Linked DNA regions of Anser cygnoides: region 2 is linked to region 1. A link is a contact called in public Hi-C data. All regions are on one chromosome and are shown on one strand. Each heading gives the region's core, a stretch centred on a gene start, on an enhancer-like site or on the middle of the called end of the contact. The rest is flanking DNA. Distances are from core to core; before and after follow the strand shown.

Region 1 (4,380 bases), core at 490-2,989:
TAGTTCTTTGGTCTGAATCACTGTATGACTGTGCAAAATAGTTTTATTCCCACAGTTACTAAGATGGCATGTGGGTTGAAGTAAGTGGCCATGGGCTAATACTTAACGTGGCACGTTAAGTATTACGTAAACGTTAAGTAAACATTAATTTCTACTCCAAATAAGTTTTAGGTTCTTGTATACATATTTTAGCAACTTATTTTACTCCCAATCCACTAGATTTTATAGCACTGAGCAGAATCAGGATTAGATATCTTCTAAAAACCTGTTTTCCAGACTTAAGTCTCTTGAAGTCAATAGGTTTTAAATACCCACATCCCATTAGTATATTTCAATAGCTTACCAGTAAACTATCTTCTATCACAAAATAAAAACAAACAAACAACCAAAAAACTTTAAAAGTCAGTAGTACTTAAAAGCTAAAGATAACATGATAAAGCCTTGCTTGTTTTTCAGCTTTCACTAGGAAGGCTGAAAAGATGGATGAAAAAGCCAATGGTATTTGTGAAAGAAATGCTATGAAAAATATCTGTTTTAACAACTGTAAGCTCTTCATTTTTACTATTAAAGGTGGGTTTGTTTGTTATTGTTGTTGTTTTTGACATCTTAGCTGCTAAGTAAGTTTGCTTTTACTGGGAAGATAAATGCTGACAAATTACATTTGCAAGATTGTTATCTTTGTCCCTACTTCATAATCTATGCATTCCAATTCCATCACCACACATGATCAATACAAATCTTTTGAAAGCTCAAAAAAAAACCCAACAACAAAAAAAACCACCCTGTAAGATGATCAATATAGCATTTGTGAGTCAATCTTTTTTGCTCTTGCAAGCCAAGCTCAGCAATTCCACCTCCAAAGACTCAATCACAGATTCCCAAATGGTGCCAGAATACAGAGAAACAAGTAACATCACTTCTTGGGAGCCTATGGAGTACAAACACGGCTCTCCTTTGAATGGTAATGCCAGTTGGCTGTGTATTATGCCACAGATCTATGAAAACGTGTTGTCTCCAGAAGGCTATCTTAAGTGACTGCAGTAAGAAAACCAACAGGACAGGAATTTTTCCCTTTGCCATGTAAATTGTGAAGTATACAACAGAAACATTTTTTCTGGGGTTAATCAAGAATTGCTCCTATACAGAAGAAAGGTGACCTCCTCCTGGTCTTATTAACTAAACGTTTGCAACCTGCTGTGCATCATGTTAGGCGGCAAGTTTAATGACAGTGTGATTAAAACAGCATGCCCTAACCAAAAGACCACATCTTACATCTAGGACATGATGAAAACCCCAACTCCAAATCATAATGATTAAATGACTAGAAATTATTCATAATGGAAATACTTCTATTTTTTTTAAGAATAAATTTTTGCAAAATTAGTGGCTACAAAATTTGCTAACAAATCATTGCCTGTTATAGAGGCATGCAGGAATCCCGTGTTTTGCATCTGCACAGGTATGTCAGAATTAGAAGACGTAGAGCAAGGTGTTTTGTGTTTCAAAATACTGACCTAATCAACTGTTTCCTAACTCAATTACTATGTCATGTAGATATATCAAAATAATGTTATTGCAATATTTTCCCTGCCAAAGTAATGAACATCATCCATTAACACTCGGGCATGTCAACGTTAAGCAATCAAAATGGAAGAATTTTAAATTCTACCAAGAAAGCAAAATACTTTGTAATCAGACAGGGAGAACTCTGGGAAACAGTGACGTGAAGGTCCCCATGGCCCCTGTCCCTGATGACCCAGTTATTCTTTGATTTATGTGGTCTTGCAGCTGCCCTTGCTTCGACCCCAGGAAAGGCTGTGTGGGAAGTTCGTGTCTCAGAGCCGCAGCATTGCTCTGCAGAGCGTCTGGAGCCAGTGTATGCACAGAAACTGATAAATAGGGAAAAGGCCCAGTTTGCTCCAGCTGGACTCAGAGCTAGGATCACTGCTACAGCCACACGGACTTGCTCTGGAACTACCGTAAGTATTTAATTTACTTCTCGTGATGCTCTGGGATTATAAACTATTGCTATAGCCATGAATCAATTTGCCAGGTGAAAATATTTCAGGCATTGTGGATTTTTGATTTTCTTTTTAAACTACTGACTAAATTAGTTTTGAAAACATGCACTTTTAAATTAAGTATCCTAGTTGTCAAGAACTTGTTCCAACAGTATTTCATTTAACATACAGAATGAAATAACTTTTAAATTCAGTTGTTTGCCTTCTCCAAAGTACTAAGAAAGCCATAGGTTTCAAACAATCTCTCACCTCTTACTTTACAATATACATGTATATTGTAAATATATATATAAATACACCTTTGCAACAAATATTCATGAAGTAATAATTCAAAAAAAACCAACAGTTCAAGAAAATTGGGACATAGTCAATTAGTGAAATAAACCATATCTATTACAGAAAATATTCAGAAGGTTATTTTATGACAAGAAAGGAACATATTTAATGGGAAGAAAAATGGATTTTCTTAAGACAGAAGCTTTGGGGAGCTTCGTAGCACTTTAAATCTGGGAGAAACAGCTGAAATTTTAATAATGTGTATTAGCTGCATATGGGATCAATCAAGTGATCCTAGAACTTTCCCTGCAAAATCACTCTTTAATTACAGATGTAATTAGTGAATTGCTTGAGTGAAGTTGAATCTATCACCTGGCATTGTACATGGTAGCCACTGATTGTGCTCAATTTTTTTTTCAGATTTAGGTGTAAATTTCACAAATTAAAAAATAAAAATAGAAAATTAAGCTATGCTTTCCAAAAGCAAAAAAGTACTGTGATTACAACAGAGATTGAAATGTACTGCCTAGTTACACTACGTGTTCATTAACATGCCACACAGCATGTTAAATAAATATTGTAGACCTTCAGCTTGAGTTCCTAAAATTCCCTGCAAACAAGAAATTTCCCTATGACTCAACTGTCAAAATATTTATGATAGCAGTTAAAGTACTGTCAATACATACCTCTTAAAGAGCTCCTCAGAGCCTCTTATAAAAGCAGTATGTTTTGCATCCTAATAAATTTGATAATAGAGATTGATAATGTCACTTTATAATGGTATTTTATAGAAAAAAGTATAAAAATCATCTTTTTTTTTCCCCCCATAAATAGTAATAAATAGTAGTTGTTTTGAAATTCTGTTCTACTTTAATCAATTTACTTTTTTTTTTTTTCTTTAATGGCTTCCATAAAGAAGCCTAACTGAAAAGTTTCAGTTAGGACTACCAACAATCTTGATGAATTTCTGTATTAGATGGATAACTAACCCTTTGAATCAATATACATTACAGCTTATATTGAACACTATCAGTTGAGAAGACTGATCAGTGTCAGAACTAAACCTGTGAAAGTGCAACATTTTCAAAAATACTTCAGCTGCTTATACGCTAGGTTACGTCTTCAGAAGAAGGAAAAAATCTCTCAGCTTGTAAAGGCTTTTAACATAATAATAATTAAAAAGTAATCCTCAAACGATCTGGATTTCACAAATGAAAATATAGCAATTCAGAAGTAATTGTGAAGAAGGAAAAGCAGGGCACAGCGCGTCTTTATGCAGATGAAATTTACTTTCAAGTTGGTATGTCTGATAAAGGACTCAAAACTGTATTACTACTTGTGATTCTATGAAACAAGTTATTAAAAATGCAGCTTCTTTTGTTTTCAGTTATTCCCACCTTTTCACAGAATTTTAGGCTAAAGACCTTTATGTATCATATCTGGGGATGTATTTTTTTTTCTTTCTCTTTTTAAAGCACACATACACAAAAAGTATAGCTATATTTTGAGTAAATATAAAAGACAAAAGCATAAAATATTTTGGTTTGGGAATAGCATGACTGTAATTGACCAGAACACCCAAGGCTCTTCCCCTAATCTGATTTCAATTTTGTCCAAGCTTTATGTTTTGAAAATTACAACTGGGCACGTATACTACGTTCTGTCAAGCATTCCACAACTTCACAGTGCATAACTCATCTGTGTGTGCATGGAGAATTTACTTGCTTGCATGGCAAAGGGTTACTGAACGCATATGTGGGCTGAAAAAGTGTCCTTGAGGTCATGGTTCATTTCTAGCGAGGTGTTAGGGATTAGGGATGGCTACTGAACCTTTGAGAGATTAGTATATAAAAATCACAACAGTTAAGCAATGTCTGAAGTTTGGAGGAGGCTTCCTTACTGCTGACTGACTCAAATATAAAAGAGAGAATAATTCAGTAAGGCAGAAATTGCAACATGTGATTTTGACAGCCAATCCTACAAATCACCAAAGCTTTCCTGTCCTATCTTGCTTTCTATACCTTTTGTTTTAAAAGGCTCCACACAATTTTATATCAGAACAACAAGCTTGTTAACACTAAAT
Region 2 (4,380 bases), core at 773-3,272, 210 kb after region 1:
TCACTTTTGACAGGAACTGCTGTGGCTGAAAATAAGACCAGCAAAAAATAAGGCAGATGAAAACTGAAATGAAGTGGGTGTGGCTGGAAGCTGCCTCCACCTGCAGACAAGAAAGCTGTTGTCTGTGGGGGAAGAAGGATCCCTCTTAGCCGTCCTCAGCAGACTGGGTCACCGGCATGCATGGCATGATCTGTGTATGTCACTAAAAGTGCTGTATGGTTACATACTGAGTATGTGCGAGACACTAGTTAGCTATGAATTCTAATGTTATAAGAGTTATAAGATGCCAGTGCATTCTCTTAGGTGGATGACAGCCAAGCAACTGGATCTACAAAGGAGGAAGCCGGCAGTGAGACCAAGAAAGAAGCCTCTTCAACATCCACCGTCTCCCACTGTACCTATCCATCCATGCTTCTGGCTCCCTACTCCCCTCTCTTTCCCTTTTTCTTCCTCTATCACTGCTATCTGCATCTGTCTCATCTTCCCCTGCAAATCTCTCTGTCCTGCTGCCTGACCCATTGTTTCTTGCTATACCCACCTGTCTAGCTGGTGCTTCTCTTTTTCTCTCCTTACGCCTCTGTCCTGCTCCCTGGCCTTATTTTTCCTTCCTCCAGCCCTGCTCTACAGTCCGTGGTAGCAGAAAGCAACAGGTCAGCATGGGACAGATGAGTGCTCATCCAATGCTGATTTCTGAGGTGAAATGGGGGGAAATGGGTGCATAGGGGCCATCAGACACGCAGCAGCCTCCCTCCAGGCACTGATGTGCATGAATAAACAGCTGCTTTGTTTATTGCACTCCTGACTGTGTTTGCAGTCCCTTTGCACAGAGTAAGTGGCTGTCACTATGTTCAGGGAAGCAGGTTAAATAGTGCATGTGTGGGTGTGGGAATGTATCAGGTGGTGGCCCAGCATTCCTGAAGGGTGGCAGCTGTTGGATGGGTCTGGAGGAGCCCCTGATGGAGGCAGAAGGGGATGGCCCCGCTGTGTAAAGGGGCTTTGGAGCTGTTCTCTGACAAAGGAGTAGTTGCCAGCTCTTGTGGACAGAGTCAGGGAGAAGGTGAGTGCGGTTGTGAAACATGGGATTAGAAATTAGAGAGTGATTGATTAAGAATGAATATGTAGGCAACACTCATTGCTTAATACGTGCTACATTTGCGATGTACTGTGCCTGTGCTGTGCTTAGGCCTCCAGATAACAGGAGCCCCTGAGACCCCAAGAACCAGATCAAACCAACCTTATGGTTCGGACTGTGACCAGGGGCTCAGAGATAAGGAGGACTGTTCATAAAAGGACAAGATAAAGAATGTCAAACATGCAAGGCCTCGAGATAACAGGAGCCCCTCGGAGCCTGAGAACCGGACCAAACCAACCTTATGGCCCAGATTGTGACCAAGGGCTCAGAGAGCATGCACAAGGAGATGAGGTGAAAAGTTCAACCCTGATGAAGAGATCTTACTTCATCCTCACGACCCTCAGCACTCACCACCAGAAGGCACTGCGCAAGCGCAGACGGGAGGAGTTTATGGAAATGACTTCTTGGAGCTAATTTTAATACTAAGCGGGGACAGGTCATGCATATGTATAGGCGTACTGGGAAACTTCATGCATATGTAACTCTTTATATAACCAAAGCAAGTTGCCGCGTTAGGGTGCGCACGACTTTGGTGGGACTACCCCCCATGCTGCCCAGTGCTGAATAAACATACCTACTTTACAATTTACTGATTGTAGAGTCCGTTTCTGCGAATCAGTTGTGCTTTCATGAGACTATTGGGGGTTGTGGAGATGGCACAGGAGGCGCTGGGTCCACCTGGGGGACAGCTGTGGGACCGGCTGAACTGAGGGAAGGCTGCGAAAGAGGTTGAGAAGCTACAGAGCGGGTTGTGCCAAGATGGACACAGAGGTAAGAGGTGTCACAGCAGGTTCTGCATGGATTCCACATCTGGTAGCAAGTAATGGAGTGTGTGGGGGTGTGTGCTGCTGTAGGGTCAGAAAATGTTGAGTCCTGCAGCATGCTGGGAGTTGTAGTCTTTGGGCACCAGGCTTCCAGCCAGCCACTGTAGTTTCCAGTGCATGCCATGAGTAGTTGTCGTTTGCTTTACTGCCAGTACGTAGCCACACACGGCAAGGGGTGATTTTTCTCCTCTGAGACAGGGGTGAGAGGTGCATCTCCCACCAGCTTGGTGTCTTTTTCTGCACAGTTCCCGTTGAAATCGTTAGAAGCAGATCGGGAACCAGATAAAGCGCTGCGTGGCACGCATGCGCAGTAGCTGTTACAAACTCCCTTCTGCCACCTTGTGATCAGAAGTCGCAAACACAACATCTAACTGCGCATAGCTCTGGCGGCACAGCACTCGCTGCTCCCTCTGGTGACCAAAACGCGGCACATGCAAGAGCCAGCACGGCGTGCATGGGCGGTCGCAGACCCAGAGGCAACACGCATAGTGCAGGCAAGAACAAAGGCAGAGCGGCGAGCATGCGCGGCACTGCCCGCGCTCAGGCATGCGCGGTAAGTGCCGGTACGTGAACATGGACGGTACTGCCGACAGTCGGGCTGCGCGGTTGTGCTGCCGCGAGAGTATACACAGCAGTGCCCCGCGAGCATGTGCAGTAGCGTCCCCTCATGATTGTGCGCAGCAGCGCCACTGCTCGGGCATGAGTGGGAGCATAGCTGGGAGGTTAACACGCAGTATGCTCCGTCTCCCCCTGTCGATTTCACAGGGCTCTCCAGTGTGCTCTAGCATCCCCCAGATGCATCCCAGTGCACTCTAAAGGCCCCCGGTGCTGGCCCCCCCCCCCCCCCCCCCCCGCCAGATGCCTGCTCTGCAGGCATCCCAGAGCCCTCCACTGCACTCTAGAGAGCACTAGAGCGTATGCTAGGGCTCCCCCAGAAGGCTGCCAGTGGCCCCATTGTGTTCTAAAGCCTCCTGCACATCTCACAGGTCTCTCCAGTCTACTGTAGCACCACTTAGAAGTCTCTCAGTGCACTCAGAAGCCTCCCAGGGCTCCCAAGTGTGCTCTAGCACCAGCTACAGGAATCACAGAGGTCTCCAGTGTGCTCTGGACTGCCCTAAAGGCCAGCTGGTGAACACAAGAGGTCCACCATGACCCCTCATTCTTCTCTAGTGCCCCCACAGGTCTACCAGGGCACCCCAGTGAGCTCTAGCACCCCCAGAAAGCCCTGCAGGGTTCTGCAGTGCTCTCTAGGGTTGCCTATGGGCATTACAGCACCCCCTACAGGCCCCCCAACCCTTTTAGTGCACTTTGGTGTTCCCAGGATGCCTTTCAGGACATTCCCATTCCCTCTGTGACTTCCCAAAGTCCTCCTGTCCCCTTCCAATACGTTCTAGGTGTCCACAGAAGCCTCAGGGGCCCCCCAGTGCACTCTACAGTGCACTAGAGGCCTCCAAGTGTACCCTAGAGGCTTCAAGAGCCTCTCAGTGTAGTCTAGTGACACCTGCAAGGCTTCCAGACCCCTGTGGTGTACCCCAGCCTGCCCTGTAGACCTTGCAGGGCTCTATGGTGTGCTCTAGAGCCCCCTAGATGTATCCCAGTGCACTCTAGAAGCCTCCAATGCTCCCCTCCCACCGCCCAGCAGTGTGCTCTAGCACCACCTATAGGCCTCAAAGGACTCTCAAGTATGCTGTAGTGCCAACTAGAGGACTCACAGAGATCTTCAGTGTACTCTAGTGTGTCCTAAAGGCCTCTTAGTGAACACTAGATGCCTCCCATGGTCCCTCAGTTCACTTTAGTGCCCATGCAGGTCTACTAGGGACCCCAGGTGGGCTCCTGAAAGCCCTGCAAGGAGTCCAGTGTCCTTTAGGGTGCCCTAGAAGCCTCCCAGTGCAACCTTGAGGTCTTCTGTGGACCTATCATGTGCTCTAATGCCTTTTGGAGTCTTTGTCAGGCTTCCCAGTGTATTCTAGCGCTACCTGAAAGCCTTGCAAGTCTGTCCAATGCTCTCTAGGATAGTCTACAGGCATTCCCACTGTTTGGGGGGGTCTTTACAACAGAACTCCAGACAGAAATGTGACCTTCAAGGTCCTTGTTGGCTTCTTGGTGAAGCTGTGGTATTTGACCCATAACTGTATGGAGTTGCTAAATCATAGTGATAATATAGACATCCCTGGTTCAGCTTTTACCACAGTCATTGCAGCATTTGTTGATACACTGTTTGGCTCTTCTGTAAAGACGTATATCTGGGGGTGCATTATCCCAAAGGTGCTGATGTTCACCATAATGGATAAAGTGGAAGACTTTGTGGCTAGGGAAGAATGTCATGGGCATGTTACTGCTCTCCCTGTTGCACATGAATTTCAACAGTTGGGTTTTGCTGTCAAGTTGATGGAAGTGTTGGAAGAAATTTTGGAAAAGTGAGTA

What was found. Hi-C and Micro-C count contacts between places; a contact is called where the count stands out from the background.
Region 2: a contact with region 1 is called in a Hi-C map of liver, with 1.9 times the contacts expected there. The contact joins the enhancer-like site here to the promoter of LOC106041382 in region 1. A contact is called at or near these places in 2 of 7 Hi-C or Micro-C datasets (both in liver).

What each region holds. Positions count from the first base shown.
Region 1 is chr25:6,888,903-6,893,282 of Taihu_goose_T2T_genome, forward strand. LOC106041382 (bile acid receptor-like) reads left to right here and starts at 1,740. Exons shown (of 11, transcript XM_048071150.2): 1 at 1,740-1,979.
Region 2 is chr25:7,095,394-7,099,773 of Taihu_goose_T2T_genome, forward strand. It overlaps LOC106041306 (a long non-coding RNA gene), which reads left to right. Exons shown (of 14, transcript XR_010826571.1): 8 at 1-1,903. Among named protein-coding and RNA genes, the nearest start is that of NGF, 53 kb to the left of the region's middle. Within about 2 kb of position 2,023, at least 3 of the 3 cell types and tissues checked have open chromatin away from gene starts, as enhancers often do. A contact at or near this core is called in liver, where this site is marked.